Regions from separate parts of the Mus musculus genome. Here regions 2 and 3 are each linked to region 1. A link is a contact called in public HiChIP or PLAC-seq data. All regions are on one chromosome and are shown on one strand. The core of a region is the stretch at or near the end of the contact, and the rest is flanking DNA. Distances in the headings are between cores, read along the strand shown. Region 1 overlaps Gm46017 (a long non-coding RNA gene). Region 2 overlaps Akap13 (A kinase (PRKA) anchor protein 13). Region 3 overlaps Akap13 (A kinase (PRKA) anchor protein 13).

Region 1 (5,068 bases), core at 1,086-3,585:
TAAATCAAGTGATAAAATTTTCCTTTTTTTTTTTCCCTCAAGATCCAGGCATGTATGGTATACACTTTTAATCCCAGTACTTAGGAGGCAGAGGTAGATCTCTGTGAGTTCAAGACCATCGTGATCTACATAGTACACTCCATGACAGTTACAGCTACCGAATATAGTCTCAAACTTCCCCCAAACTCCTACCAAGGCTGAGTTCATCAGCATAGTGTTTGATTGGCATTTGATGAATCCCTGAATTTTATCTCTAACACTACAAAAAATTAATTTAAAAAAATGTGTCCTTGGTTACTGTTCTCCCTATCATTTCAGCTTGTTTGTCTGAACTTGAATGGAACGAGGGAACTTGGGCAAGTCACTATTATTGTGTGCTCCTCTCCCAGGTGTAGCCAGTCTCCCATGGGTCTCAATCATTTCTACTTCTTTTGTCCAAGAGGCAGAGACTGGGGATGTTCTCTTTACCCAGATGTCGCCTGGAGAAGAAAGAGGGGTTTGTAGATACAACTTATGTAGAAAGAAAACAGGATTGATTTTGTTGTTGTTGTTCATTGGGTGCTGGGATCAAACTCAGGGCCTTGGACATGTGAGACATGTTAGACAAGCATTCTGACACTGAGCTACATCCCCCCCACCCCGCTAAAAAATTATTTCAGATGCTTAACTTGAGCATGACGCATACTTATACTATTTTTAGACTATGTGGGTTGGGTATGTGCATGGGTTTGACTTGGTTTTGTGAATTCAAATGGCAGCTTCCTCCTCCATGGACAGAGAAAATACACCTTTGAGGACTAGAGTGTTTAAAAAGAAAAAAGGATAAAACGCAAAACAAAACACCCTCTTGCTAGATGGGATTTTGCTACAGGCGGGAGAGACTTCTTAGACACGGGAAAGACTGTTGATGTTGACAATCACATTCGCATCTCGCAGGACACGAATGACATTTGAGATTTTTACCAAAGAGAAAAAGACAAAGGCCCTCACCTTTACAAACAGGCTCTGAGCGACTTTTCAGGTCTGGATGAACAGAAGGCTATAGCCCAGCCCTGAAGTGTATCAGCAGAAGCAGTTTAGGACCACAAAGTTCTGCTATTAAAGCATTTTGCGACTTGCATTCCATTTCTGGCCATAACTAAAGGTGCTAGTTTCTCACTGTCAAATGAACTTAACTCATTTAATTAAATGTGTGTGTGTGTGTGTGTGTGTGTGTGTGTTTGCAAGAAGTCTACAGAAGTGCCTTTAATAGTTAGTGAGCTCATTTTTGGTAGCCCTATATAATATTTGAGAACATGAGCTCTTATTTTTGGTATTTAATGTATTTTTGGGGGAAGGATTTGGGGTTGGTGCTAACTATAGGGAGTTAGGGAGCATGTGGAAGTTGAAGACAGCTTTCAGGAGTTGGTTCCTCTGGGTAGTTCCTAGGGATAGAATTCAAATCACCAGGCTTGGTGTGCATCATTACTCGATGAGCCATCTCACTGGCTCCCATGCTCACTTTCTGATCAAACTTACTGACAGGACTTTTGAGTTTCGAAGACAGTTTGAAGCTGGGCTAGTGGCTCACTGAGATAATCCCAGCACTTGGGAGGCTGAGACAGAAGGATCTCTATAACTTCAAGGCAAGCCTGGACTACAGAGTGAATTCCAGGCTAGCCTTTGAGATACTGCCTCAAAACAAAGTAAAATAAGCAAAGAAAACAAAGATAAGTGGATGTGTTGGAGCACATTTTAATCTCAGCACCCAGTGTGTGTCTGTGTGAAAGTAGGAGACTGCCAAGTTCCCTGGCTACATAGCAAGTTAGAGACTGGCCTGGGCTACATGAGAAGTCAAAGAAAGAAAGGAAGGAAAAAAGGAAGAAAGAGAGAGAGAAAGAAAAAAGAAAGAAAGAAGGAAGGAGGGAAGGAAGGAAAGAGGGAAAGAAGAAAGAAAGAAAAAGAGAGAGAGAGAAAGAAAGGAAGGAAGGAGGGAAGGAAGGAAAGAGGGAAAGAAGAAAGAAAAAAAGAAAGAGAGAGAGAGAAAGAAAGAAAGAAAGAAAGAAGAGAGAAAGACCCAAATAGGATAGTATGCTTTACCAGTCAGAACCCATTATTACATTATTAGATGCATTGCTTATGGTCAGTGGGCTAACAGGCAAGATTTAGAGAACAGATTAGAAAGAAGGGCTGTGCCCTCACACAAAAGGCCTGATTTTTATGTGTTGCAATCTTTGATTGCCCCCATGCATGGGAAGGCTTTTTCTAATATGACATTGTCTTGGCAGATGAAGTGTCACATACTAAGCAGGTGATAAGCGGCATAACTCTATGGAGACATTCAGGAAAGCAAGCTGGAGACAGATGACAAGCTGGAATGTGTAACTGTCAGCACACATGGGGCCAAGGTCCCTACGTAAGAGTTATTCTGAAGTCTCTTTTGTGACTTGGCAACTCTGCTGAGGTTCAATAGACATGGGATCACTTTTAAAATCCTCCCCACAATGTGTATATGTGTGTATGTGCATGTATGTGTGTATATGTATATGCATGTATGCAAGTGTGTATGTATGTATATATGTGTATGGGTATATGTGTATGTGTGTGTATGTACGTGTGTGTCTGTGTGTGTTGTCTCTATTGCTGAATAGTCAAAATAGAACGTCAGGAGGTAGTGTTGCACTTAAAACGAAAAGAAGAGGAAAGAGACCTTTAAGAGAAAAACAGAGAAACAAAGCAGCTTTCCAAACAGACCTGCTATCCACTGCAAGAGACCAGCTGAAATCACCCGGGCTAGAGTGTTTGCTGTCACAAGCTTTATTCCCCACGTGTGCTGAGGCCAAGTCTTCCCCCACGTGGTGCTCCAGCCGCAGCTCAGCAGGGAATTATACACCCACTGGGGTCTCTAGGTCAAGATTTAAGTGCATTAACAGAGGACCTCGTCAAGCTAATGTGACAGGGAGCCATCAGATCCAGGTTGAAAGCTAAAGGGGTGGAGAGAAGAAAACAAAATTAAAATCATCCTTTCACAAACTTCAGGGCTTTTTCACAGACTGGGATGCAGGTGTTCAAGTTTTAAAAACATTATCCTAATGTCTTATTTCTGTCTGAGTTTCTCCAGTGAGTCGGGTTTGGCACTGGCAAAGCATTTGCTTTGTGTGAAAGGAAATGGGTATAGGAAGAGAGGACATGGAGGCGGAAGAGGTAAAGGACAGCTTTTCCAGCCGGTATCTGCTTCCAGGGTTTCCTAAGCCCCAGAGGTCTTGGTTTCAAGCTATATTTAACTGTGAAGAAAGTCCCCGAAAAAAATGAGACCCAATAGACTCTCCTACAAGTTGGTGACCCGTGAGAATCCTCCCAGTCAATCAGAGGCAGACTTCATGCTGGAAGTAGTCTTGCACTGGTCTGTTACGTGTAGATTTAGTTGAACACTGATATTGTTGGAGGATATGCTGGGTAGAGGTAAATATATCAGCAGGGAGGGCAGAGGGAGCTCAAGAGCATATTCTGGACAGGTGAAGCTGTGGAGTTGGCAGAATGTGATATCCATCAGCATCAGTCTGGATGGTTGGAATCAGTGTCAGAAGAAACCGGAAGCCTGCCAGACAAGATATGACTTTTAGTGAAGGTTGGATGATAGGGAAAGGAATGGGTTTGAAAAGGAAGTTATGAATATGGTTACATTAGTCTGGGCTCTTAGGGGATCACAACCAATAGAACGAATATATATTATGAAGGGGACTTATTAGATTAGTTCACATAACATAGGTGGTCTAGGCTGGACAATGGCTGTCTACACGCTGCCCTGTCTGACAACCCAGTGGCTGCTCAGAACTTGAGTCAGGATGCTTCAGCTGTTGCAGACTGGAGCTGCAGTCTTGGAGGATTCCTGAAGAGCAGGTGTTTTCAGTCCACACTGGAAAGCCAAAGAAGCTGGTTTCCAATGTCAGCTTTGCCACAACCCCACCACAGACCCGATACTTCCTGTCTAAAGAAAAATAAGACATTAAAAAAAGAAACCTTCCACTTAAACAGCCTGTGGATTCCTAAGTTTCAGAAACTTTGTAAGCTAATTTAAACTAAATTTGGGAGCAAGTGTTGCACAGGAAATAATTACAATACTTGCCAGAGGCATATGCTCTGCACCCCTAGCAACAAACTCGTGGGAAGACAAATCTTTAAGGTGATAGAAAGCCAGGCTGTTATTGTTTGAAGCCCTGGGTAAGGGTCAGAATCAACTGGGCTGGAGCACATGAAAACTTTTGGAGTTCACAGAAATATTCCTCTTTCTCATCTGAGAAATAGTTACAGACTTACCAGACTCACTGAGTTGTAGACTTAGTGGGTATATATACTGTAGATATACTTTATGTTAATAAAATGAATTTCAAGAACAGAGGCTGGATAGATGGCTCAGTGGTTCAGAGCAGTTGATAATCTTCCAGAGGACCCTAGCCTCCTGTGGAACTCAGCACATACATGCACAAACCATGTACAAACACATACACATGCATGTATATTTTAAAAGTTAGAAAGGAAAAGAGGGTAAATAAGAAAGTGGTAGAAGCAGTAGGTTAAAGTATATGTTGATGTCAAAAAAAGATGGGATGATGTCATAACAATGTATCTAGGTCAGTAATTGTATTTGGTTTACTGCTTATGGTAAGAGGCATAAGTAAGTTTGATGTGAATAAGGGCTAACAACATGAAGCAGAAAGTTTGCATTATAGAGTAAAATTCTGGAGCAGACTGACATATATGATGTAATAAGCATGAAGGTTGGATGCTGGAAGTCTTTAGGGATGCAAAGGTTGTTGGCACTACAGAAGAATGACTCAATAAAATGAGTCTGTTTACATATCCCCAAGTAGGCACTCTTTGGGTTTAGACAGAGGAGTTTAACTTTGTACACATTTACCCTGGAAGTCACTTAATTCTGAATTCTTAGTCAAGGCATTTAGTTTCATGCTATATGCAACAATGAACCATTGAAGTCTTTGGAACTGGAAAACGAACAGCCAGAGATGTACTTAAGGAATAAGTTCAAGAGAGGGACATCCCAGTGGGTAAAGTCCCTGCTGAGCAAACA
Region 2 (5,068 bases), core at 1,313-3,812, 210 kb after region 1:
GAGAGAGAGAGCTGATACTGTAAATAACCCCTATTTCACATGCTTATGAAAAATCTGTGTGTTTTCTTGCAAGTTCCTAAACTTGAAGGAACAAAGAAATGCACTTAAAATCTCCTTCAAATCTGTAGCTTTCAGCTAGAGTTTAGATGGGAAATGATTGGTTGCTGTGTTTCAAAATCCTAACAGAATAGCTGTTCAGTGGTTCCAGATGTTTTTGATAAAAACTTGGAACTGTAGCATCAGCAGTAAGAGCACAGACTACAGATTCTGTCTTCCATGGGGGAGTGCTGGGCACATCCAAAGGGGAAAGCAAACAGACTTTCTGCCCCACCCACAGCATTTTTGCCCCACCCAGAGCATTTGTTCTCTGAGAAGAAACAGATTAGCAAGGACAGTTTTAAATTGTCCTTAATATGCTTGTATGTGTAGAAAAGAGAAAAATCTAGATTTCTAGAACAACAAAAAAAAAACAGACAAAAAAGGCTAATATATTTATTTCAAACAGTCCTCTGGTGTCATTCAGAAAATTATAATGGTTTTGAAACATTTCTCTGATTATGTAAAGTTTCCAAGGACAAAGTCCATGGGTTTTATTTCTTTGTTTGCCTCTTCTGCAGGGCATAGAATGTCTATTGAATGGATATGGATCATCTTTAGTTTGATCGAGTTGGTACAGAAAGACTTTACAGTGACCAGAGCATCTCTGGTTCTCTAGAGAGATGCTTGGGAACTTGCAAGCAGGAAACATTTGATTCTAATTAGAACAGAAGGGAGAGGCAGTGAGGAGCAAACCATTTGAGAACAGAGGGGAGACAGCTTTGTGTTCATTGGGAAGAGGGGATTCTAAATTATAGCTTGGTGAAAGTTGATCCATAAAATATAATAGGCAGCCAGATTTTTTGTACACTTAAGCCTGCCCCTCCTGGACCTTTGGACCTATGCCCTTAAACCACATGATATCAAAGTTCTTGTATGCTCCTGCACAGAGTCCCGTGCTTTTTTGGTTAGCTTAAGCAAGAATTTTATTTACAACTTCATCTCTTCAATTGTCTTGTGTCTACTGTGTCTAGCATCCTCTGTACTGAAAAGCATCATGTGCTTACTGTCTACGGTGCCGGTGTGAGCGAGGCTTGCTCTCTAGAGCACCAGAAAGAGGACATTGTCCACCTTCATGCTTTTAATGGACCTGTGGTGGGATCAGGATGAGGCTTGTGTTAGAGGGAGCTGAGACAGTGGTGTTTGGGTAGACAGATGGGTAAGTGAAGAACTGGCCACCTTACCTGGGTTTGCTCCGTTGCTTTCTCCTAAGCAGACTAGCCTCCTTAAACACCTGGCCTGAGGAAATGGTGACTCATTAGACCTTCGTTACCCTTTCACAGCTTCAAAAAGAAAACACCTTTCACCAACTTTGCTTGCATTATTGAGAGAAACTGTAGTATTTAGTCCCTTCACTTCCTTTCTGTTGTGGTGTTTAAGGTTGTACACTCACATTCTCCAAATCCGTGTAAGGGGCTGCACTCTGTCCCCTTAGAGAGAACGTAGGACTGCTTCTCCCGGAAAGCATTAGAATGCTGTTTCCCTTGTTTGGTGTTGCTTTTGGCACAGAGTCTCTTTATATAACCCTGTCTGTCATGGAACTCATGTCATGGATCAGGCTATCCTCGAACTCACAGAGGTCTGCCTGCTCTGTCTCCATAGTGCTGGGATTAAAGGCATGTCCGTACCTAGCCCACTGTGGGTTTATTTTAGGGTTTTGTTTTAACCCCCTTTTCTATTCTTTCACCTCTCTTTTCTGCTTTTTGCTTCCTTGATTCCTCTTCCTCTTTACCCCTCCAATGTTTATTACAGTCCCCAGTGTCTAAAAATGAACGACTGTGTCTGCTCCTGAGGCATAGGAGACTGGCAACTGGAGAGGTCTGGAGAAGCAAGAAAACAGGCAAATGAAGTCACATAGTCCCATGATTGAGAGGTGTGACAGGCAAGGCGGTCTCAGCCACGTGACTCTTCTTAGTCCCAAGAGTCCTAAGAGACATGCGTACATTCATCCTATGCCATCTCTTTAACTTTCTTTAGAACTTTCTCAGACCCCAGATGAGACAAAACCTTAACTTGTGATGACTTCTAACCCTTGCCAGACATTTTTGTAGCTAATTCTACATCCTAGAGACATAACTCTGAAATATTTGGCTAACATTTTTCTGATATTAAATCATTCCTTTGCATTCTGCAGGGAGATGCTGTATACGCCTTGGCTGGATTCAGGGTCTCTGTGTCTTTCCTGAATGCCAAGGCTGTAGTACAGACTAGTAGTGTTTAGTATAACACCGCCTTTCTTTATTAGCATACTACTGGCATCAAAGGGACTGAGGTCGTTCCTTGCGGTGTCTGACAGAGCCTTTTTCACTGGGGACTTGTAAGGAGGAGGAGGAGCAGGAGGAAGCCTGTTGGAAAAGGAAGCCTTGTTTTTTCTCTTAGTCTGTAGATGATTCATGTTCCCACCACTGCAATTAGGTTTCCAAACCTCCAAGGCTGCTGGTGCAGGTCTGAAAGGGCAAGTAATGACGATCTTGAGAGAGCAGGGTAAAGGGTGTGGAGGCTGCGGAGGGAGGGACTGGCTAGCTAGCGGCAGCCAGCTAGGGAGGGAGGGAGGGAGGACATCTGGGGGAGTGGTCTATTTTCCTTGTACTCGGCCGGCTGGCTGTCCTTAGATATTTTCAACTTAAGTCAAAATCCAGCCCTGCTGCTGAAGAGCTGGAGACTGGCTAAAAAAGTGGATACTCTAGAAAATACCTCCAGATTTTTTTTCTCCCCCCCCCCCCCCCCGCCTCCATATAGGTTTCTTGCCTTTGTTGTTTTAAGGAATTCTCTCGTGCCATCACTTTGAAATAGCCACCTTCCTTTTAAAAAAAAAAAAAAAAACCTTTGTCTTCGTGGCTAAGTGCTTACTGGCTCTGGGTTTTCTGCATACATGTGCCAACCATTATGCTTAGCCAGTTCGTCCTTAATTTTTCTACTGGAGTTCTCGGCAGTGATGGAAAAGATCTGTGCTTCTCTTTCAGTCAAGATCTGCACAGCAGCGATCTTACTGCAGACTGCTTTTATTATGAATTATAAACTCGTCTCCGTGCTCTGAAGTTGCCAGAAAGTTCCCACTTAGTTCACAGATTTGGAGTCTGCTTTTTTTTTTTTTTTTTTTTTTTCCTTAACCCGAGAGTTTTCTATATAGAGGAATCTGGAAGCAGAAGTCTCCTCCCGCCCACTGTGAGAATTTGGAATTTCGGACCTGTGTGAGCACATTGGTCCCTGGATTCAGCAGATATCCGTCTACATTTTGTCTCTTCTTTTCTGCATCTGTACAAAATGTATGAGCGGCACAAAAGGCGCTATAGCCTGTGTGACATCTCCAAGGTGGACAGGACTGTCGATGTGGTGTTGCTGAAGGTAAGAAGGGGCCACACCTCATACAGTTTCAACATCTCAGGAAGACTTCTCTCTGTACCCTTACTGCCCGGTCTTGATCCTTCCTAAACTAGGATGAAGTGTGAGAAAGCCTGAGCTAACAGTGACAGAAGATCAAGGGGGTGGGGGGGTGGGGGATTTAAAGTTCTTTAAAGGCATGTCTGAACAGAGACTGTGTCTGTGTGTGTGTGTGTGTGTGTGTGTGTGTGTGTGTGTGTGTGTGTGAGAGAGAGAGAGAGAGAGAAAATGAATCTGCAACAAAGCACTTATTACTAAAATAAAATTTTACTTGTTCTAAGTAGAATCTAAATAATCACAAAGGAGGAATTCATTCTCAGAGCTGCCCTTTTGCTAGATGCCTCTGTTTTTCTGTTGCTTGCCCCATCCCCACACCTCAATTCCACCTCTCTTTCTCTGTGAGCTTCCTTTTCTGTCCGTCTCTTTGTCCCTTTGTCTGTGTAGGTCTTTGGTCTTTCCTATCCATCTGCTCTTCTCCTGTCTCTCAGTCTTAGTTTTCCAGGGAAACAAGAAGTCAGGATTCTGTTGGTACTGTCTCTAGTTGACTCTTTTCCTGCCTTAGCTTCTGACCAGTGATGAGCTGCATTTACATTTGTTTGATTTCACATCGTTAGTAAGGTTGGGTGTCTAAGCGGAAGGGGGCGGAGACTCTGAACTGGCTAATTGTTCACAGAAGACATCCTTGAATCTAAAATTAGTAAGGACTTCTACATTCGGTAAGGCCAGAGTCTGGGAATGTTGGACAACTCATGAAGTACTTTTTGGAAGTTTAGCTGTTTTCTGGCAAAGGCAGGGAAATTGGAAGTCAGCCAAGTACTTCATAGAAGCCAAAGAACCTGAACATCTAAATTTTGGAGAGTGAAGCAGGTTAAGTGAAAAAGGAATAATTTTGGATAAAGTACTAATCTAATGTCTGGGTTAAATAGTGGAAGTCTATTGTTGGTGTATCAACTCTGTTTAGTACTTGAGATAACCCACTTTCTTTTATGACATTACAATGTTTTGCTGTTGTATATGTGGCATGGCTCACCTGTTGTATAGTCAGAGGATAGCTTGGGGAGTTTGTTCTGTCCTTCAGCCTTGTGGGTCCTGGGGATCAAACTCAGGCTTAGCAGCAAACACCTTTACCAACTGAGCCACCTCACCCTTGTGCCACCATCCCCTGCCCCTTTGAGATAAGCACCTCCTTAACTTGGTAAAGCATCCTAGGCTAGCCTAACATTACCTTCTTCCCTTGGCCTTTCGGGTATGGGTTACAATACTTAGTCTCTCCCTACAAGAAGCTGGCAAATGAGCTCAGAAACCTAGACACAGAAGCCAGTGAAATCCACATTGGGTGTGGCCCTCGGAGGAGGTGTGATTTGTGGTGTGGTGGTGTCACTGCCCCTCAGTAATCACTGTCAGGTGGTTTAACTTGCCAGGCCTACTTTGTAATTTGGTGTTTTGAACTTGTTCCAAAGATGATGTTGGTTTTAATTTCTCTGAAAAGTCATTTCCTCTGAGAGATAACAATTATCTTCTGATATTTTGCCCTCTTATATAAGAACTTTAGAAAGGCTACTTTCTAGGATCTTTGTCTTGTGATGTTGCG
Region 3 (5,068 bases), core at 1,163-3,662, 140 kb after region 1:
TGAAGTCTGGAGATATAATATAGTTCATCTTGAGATAAATAGCATAGAGACTCGTCTACTTTTTATGTTTTTGGATATTTGAATGCCTTATAAAGCGCATACTATGTATGGTATATAGTGACATTTAATGAAAATATTTCAAAGACTTTGAAACAATTTCTTATTCTTAAAATTAAACTCATCTTTACAGTAATTAACATTAGAGACTGGCCGCAATTCATAATAAAATGCTCCATTCAAAATAACTTTGAGGCTAGAGGGAGTCAGAAGGTAAAAATGCTTGTTATACAAGTCTGACTACCTGAGTTTGCTCTCTGGAATCCAGGATGGGAAGAGAGACTTGGCTTCCATACGCAGCCTTCTGACCTTCCTCAGCATCCCTGCTTTCTCCTCCTCCAGTAATAGAAAGTGAACAAAATTTAGAGACTTTCAAATGGCTGCTTGAAGAATATCATTTCAGTTTTATTGAGCCATCTATCTTAAAGGTATCTTAGGATGTGTAACAAAGTTTGGGGGTTCACTTTTACTAGGCAGTTTAGACAACGCAAATTATGATTTTATCATTTACAAATGGAATAGGGATTAGTATGTTCAGTACACTGTGTTGTGAAAGGCTTTGGTATAGGCTATTTCTAAAATCAAATCATTTTAGTTTATCTATTAATATATTTCTAGAATCAAAACAAAGGCTTCTGTTTGGTAGTAAAATTACAAATTTTCACTGATGTCCAATTAGACTCAACACTTACACACTTTTCTCTTGTTTCGTATTTATCCAGGATAGCTGGCCATGTAAGGATAGCTGGCCATGTAAGGTAGTTTCATTGTGAAGTGAAAAGAAAAAAAAAAATCTATTATATTTACAGGTACCTTTTAGCTAATGAAAACTTAGAGCTTAAATCTTACAAAGTAGTCCTATGTTTATAGCACCATGTAATTTTTATTTCTTGTGAGCCAAGACACTCTTTAGGAGCAAGGGTTGGTTATCAAATCAAGAAGTATTTTGAAATAAAAAGCTACGAGCTTTTAATTTGCACAGTCAAGAATTCTTATAATTTCCCTTAAGTTATCAGTTACTATTTCAAACTGAACACTTTATAATAGTCTATGTAATCCAAGTATAAGATAATATCTTTTTTTTTCTTTCCATTTTTTATTAGGTATTTAGCTCATTTACATTTCCAATGCTATACCAAAAGTCCCCCATACCCACCCACCCCCACTCCCCTACCCGCCCACTCCCCCTTTTTGGCCCTGGCGTTCCTCTCTTTCCAGTGATGGCCGACTAGGCCAATAAGATAATATCTTGACAGCTTTGAGTTTGTCTATTGAGTTTGTTTTAAAAAAATCAAATAATGGAAAAATTTTAAAAAATAAAAATTTGGGAAAAAAAATCAAATAATGCAGTTCATATAAGGGCTGCCCTGGAAAAGCAAACCAGGAAGTAGTTGAAGAGAGGAAAAAGTGCCCACCTGTGTGGCTAGCAGTGATGATGCTGTGTTAGATATCATTTCTACATCTTGTACCCGTGAGCACTGCACCGTAATCCTAGGGTGTTACAGCGTGACTGATAGATAATAAATCAGTGTAAATTGGATCTTGGTGTGTGTGGGGCGGGGGGGGGGGTTCTTATTCTTCGCATACAAAGTATACACACACGTAAACAAACCTAAGGCATATCAATGAGACTCAAGATTCTACTAGGTAGAGGTTGAATAGGGAAAAGCTAAAAATGGTTTCTAGGAGTAATGAAAATAGGAAAAAGGGTTGGAAAGCACTGCTTTCAAGGTTTAGGCTAGAATACAGAAATCACGCTGTAGAGTTCAATAGCCTGCCCTTTTTCACAGTACACATGATGGGGTTCTAAGTTTGCTGTTGTATTTTTCTTTGTTTTTGTGTTTTGTCCCTCACTGTTATTCCCCTGCATGTAGAGACATTCTATAAATGCATCAAATTCGTTTGCCCGCCCTTAGTCTGCAGGATCTAGCAGTGTGGTCTTGTCTGTTTATTTGATCCTCTCTGGAGGGGGTGGAGAGCAGTCTGCAAACTGAGCATTTCACTTTTACTGTTCCAGAGGAAGAAAACCACATCAGGTTCTTAAACACGTCTATGATAAACTGAGTAGTAAATCTAGTTTATATCCCATTGCTGACTAATAGAGTCTCCTCTTTCTGTGTGGGATTGGCCTGGGCTGGTCCAGTAAGCGCTTTTAGGGTACTTTTTTAGATCGATGATAAAAACAAAGGCCGGATTGTTTTAGTCTCCGAAGAAGAGATGGCCCAGGGTGGGATGTGTTCCACTTTTAGCTTAACAGGAAATGAAGTAATTTTTGGGTCATAGTTCAGTACTTTTGTTTATTTGTAGCAGTTTTGCGTTTCCATGGGTGCAGATGCTTTAGACAGTGATAAAATGCTTGCAGGGAAAGAAGCCTGCAGGGAGGCTCTCCCAACCTCAGGCACACGTACTTTTGACCCACAGGGCCTAGGATTTACTGAGTTTAAGAAGACTGTTAACCTTAGATAACTTGCTTCTTACCTGGGTGCTTCTGGGTGCTTTTTGTTTAAGTCTTTTCTCCTGTTGTTTTTATTTTTATTTTTATTTTTTCAGTTCTGCAGTGCTAATAAAGTTGTTAGTTGTCCTACAGGCTTGCTGGCTTGTGAAACACTTTGTCAAGATTTAGTGATCTATTTTTCTGTGTGATACTTAAACAACAGTAGTGTTTTGAGTATAACTACCAGTTCCTGGTGCCTGTTTGCCATGTGCTTTGTGTGGTGCCTGCTGATATTTTCAATACTTCTGTAAGGTTGATGGTATCATTTTATGGTCAGAGAAAGGCTTCAAGGCTGGGTGTGTGTTAGGATGACCACACCTTTCTGCAAGAGAACTTGGCACACAAATCTACTGTTTCCTTCATTATTCCCTGTAGATTACTTGGTGGGTAACAGATCCTTCAGACCTCATACTTATGTTCTGTTTTCATTGTAAACAAAATTGACACTGCAGGGTCCTAAAATGCACTTAAACTTAGGACTTTCTCCCCTCAACAGTTTCTGGGAATTTTGTTTCTTTCTGAATCCTATAGGATAGCTTCTTTTAGAAATTGAGTAAAATTTCAGTACTTTTCCTTTAAAAAAGAAATAGCTCTGCTTATGTTCCTCTTGTTACCAGGAAATTGAGTGGAAACAAAAACACCATGGAAACTAGTTGAAAATTGTTGCTATTGCACTTCCCTACTACAACTTCTGTTTTTATTGTATTAAATTTGCTATAATTTCCCATCCTGTCTTTGTACTGTAGCTTTAGACTAAGGCAGACATAAGATTAATATTCCTCCTCCTCCAGCCGTAATCTGTCTAGAGCAAGCTTACAGTGAGTCTTACCTGTGCTTCTACACTGAGACCAGTTTTATTCCTAGATGTATATTACACAACCCTTAGTTTTAAACAATGGTAACCCCTTTATTTTTCATTTTATTTGAAAAGACACAGGGACTAAAAACTAATCTTGAGCTTGATAGTGATACTCTGCCAATCTTGAGTGTTTTGGCCACACGGTAGGTACTTAGTACTTTTTTTAGAGTTGTCTTTTATTTTATATATTTGCTTGTTTTGCCTGCATATATATATGTGTACCACTTATGTGCATATGGAGGTATCTTAGTTACTTTTCAGTTCTGTAAGAGTACCATGACCAAGACAAACTTAGAGAAGAAAGATTTTATTTGGGGCTTACCGTTTCAGAGGCTGAGTCTGAGTCTGTGATTATCATGAAGGGAGGCATGGGAGCAGGCAGGTAAGCATGGTGCTGAAGTAGTAGCAGAGAACTCACATTTTGATCCACAAGGAGGAGGCAGAGAGAGCTGACTGGCAATGCCATGGGTTTTTGAAACCTCAAAGCCACCCCAGTGACACGCATCCTCCAATAAGGCCACATTTTCTAAATCTTTCTCAAACAGTTCCACCAACTGAAGACCACTTATTCAATCATATGAGCTTATGTGGACCTTTCTCATTCAAACCACCACATTTCACTTTCTGGCCTTAATATGCTTCTAACTATATCATAAAGCAAAATGCACTATAAGTCCACAGAATTTTTCACAGTGTCACTATCATTTCAAAATCTAAAGTCTCTTCTGAAACTCAAGGCAGACGCAGTGTGGGTACATACACACTACCACCATGACCACCACGACCATCATCCCAAAAGCTGAGCACGGTGGCACAGTGAGGAAAAAGTGGACCAAAGCAAGACTGAAACGCAAAAGGGCAAACTCTTAAATCCTTGTAGTTTAGTCTCTGATGTCAAGGGTGGCATCCACCCTTCCAGCTTTATTGTCTGTAACACACTTCTCTCAGGGTGGTTCTACTTCCTGTATGCAACTTTTCCTGGCAGGCATCCCGTGGCTCTGGCACTTCCAACATCCTGACATCTTTGATGTAATTCAGGCTTCATTTTCCTAGCTCCATTCAGCGGTCTCTTAGGGTCTCCATACAGGACCTCCCTTGCCAGATGCCTAAGTCTTTGGGGGCCTTCCTTCACGGTGGAAGAACATCCCACAGATCTTTTACTCCTGTCTTCGTCTTGACTCTAAAGCTATGGCTAATGTTCCCAAGTTTGTCTGCCTGCTTGGGATGGAACCTAGATGCCTCTTAGAGTTACATTTGTTGTTGCTTTTAAGGAACAGGTAATGTTTTATGCCTTTTCTTGTTTCACGTTGGAAGCTTAGCTGGGACCCAGTCTTGCTTCAAGCGAACCCCTCTCTTTATTCCATTTCATGGCAGGCCTTTCCTTATCTTTTCAGCATAAGCCTTGGTTCCAACAATACATTTCCTAGTGCCCCTTTCTTCTTGGAATGCATATTTTGTATTTTCTTTTTTTTTTTTTTTTTTTTTTTTTTTTTTGGTTTTTCGAGTCAGGGTTTCTCTGTAGCCCTGGCTGTCCTCGAACTCACTTTGTAGACCAGGCTGGCCTCAAAAGCAGAAATCCGCCTGCCTCTGCCTCTGCCTCCCAAGTGCTAGGCGTGCGCCACCACGCCCGGTGCTATTTTGTATTTCTTTTTGTCTGC

What was found. HiChIP or PLAC-seq counts read pairs in DNA pulled down with a chosen protein or histone mark.
Region 2: an H3K27ac HiChIP or PLAC-seq map of heart atrium shows a contact between it and region 1, with 5 read pairs. The contact joins two enhancer-like sites. A contact is called at or near these places in 2 of 484 Hi-C or Micro-C datasets (nephron progenitors and uterus), 1 of 115 datasets of contacts at active chromatin or transcription factors (heart atrium) and 1 of 9 other capture datasets (adipose tissue).
Region 3: an H3K27ac HiChIP or PLAC-seq map of heart atrium shows a contact between it and region 1, with 5 read pairs. The contact joins two enhancer-like sites. A contact is called at or near these places in 1 of 484 Hi-C or Micro-C datasets (nephron progenitors) and 2 of 115 datasets of contacts at active chromatin or transcription factors (heart atrium and pancreatic cancer cells).

The regions. Positions count from the first base shown.
Region 1 is chr7:75,428,421-75,433,488 of GRCm38.p6, forward strand. Gm46017 (a long non-coding RNA gene) reads right to left here. Exons shown (of 3, transcript XR_001778347.1): 2 at 2,734-3,577. Among named protein-coding and RNA genes, the nearest start is that of Gm46017, 6.5 kb to the right of the region's middle. Within about 2 kb of position 2,336, at least 9 of the 459 cell types and tissues checked have an H3K27ac peak or open chromatin away from gene starts, as enhancers often do. A contact at or near this core is called in heart atrium, where this site is marked.
Region 2 is chr7:75,640,024-75,645,091 of GRCm38.p6, forward strand. All of the region lies in intron 8 of Akap13 (A kinase (PRKA) anchor protein 13), which reads left to right. Among named protein-coding and RNA genes, the nearest start is that of AU020206, 140 kb to the right of the region's middle. Within about 2 kb of position 2,563, at least 228 of the 459 cell types and tissues checked have an H3K27ac peak or open chromatin away from gene starts, as enhancers often do. A contact at or near this core is called in heart atrium, where this site is marked.
Region 3 is chr7:75,573,174-75,578,241 of GRCm38.p6, forward strand. All of the region lies in intron 3 of Akap13 (A kinase (PRKA) anchor protein 13), which reads left to right. Among named protein-coding and RNA genes, the nearest start is that of Akap13, 120 kb to the left of the region's middle. Within about 2 kb of position 2,413, at least 221 of the 459 cell types and tissues checked have an H3K27ac peak or open chromatin away from gene starts, as enhancers often do. A contact at or near this core is called in heart atrium, where this site is marked.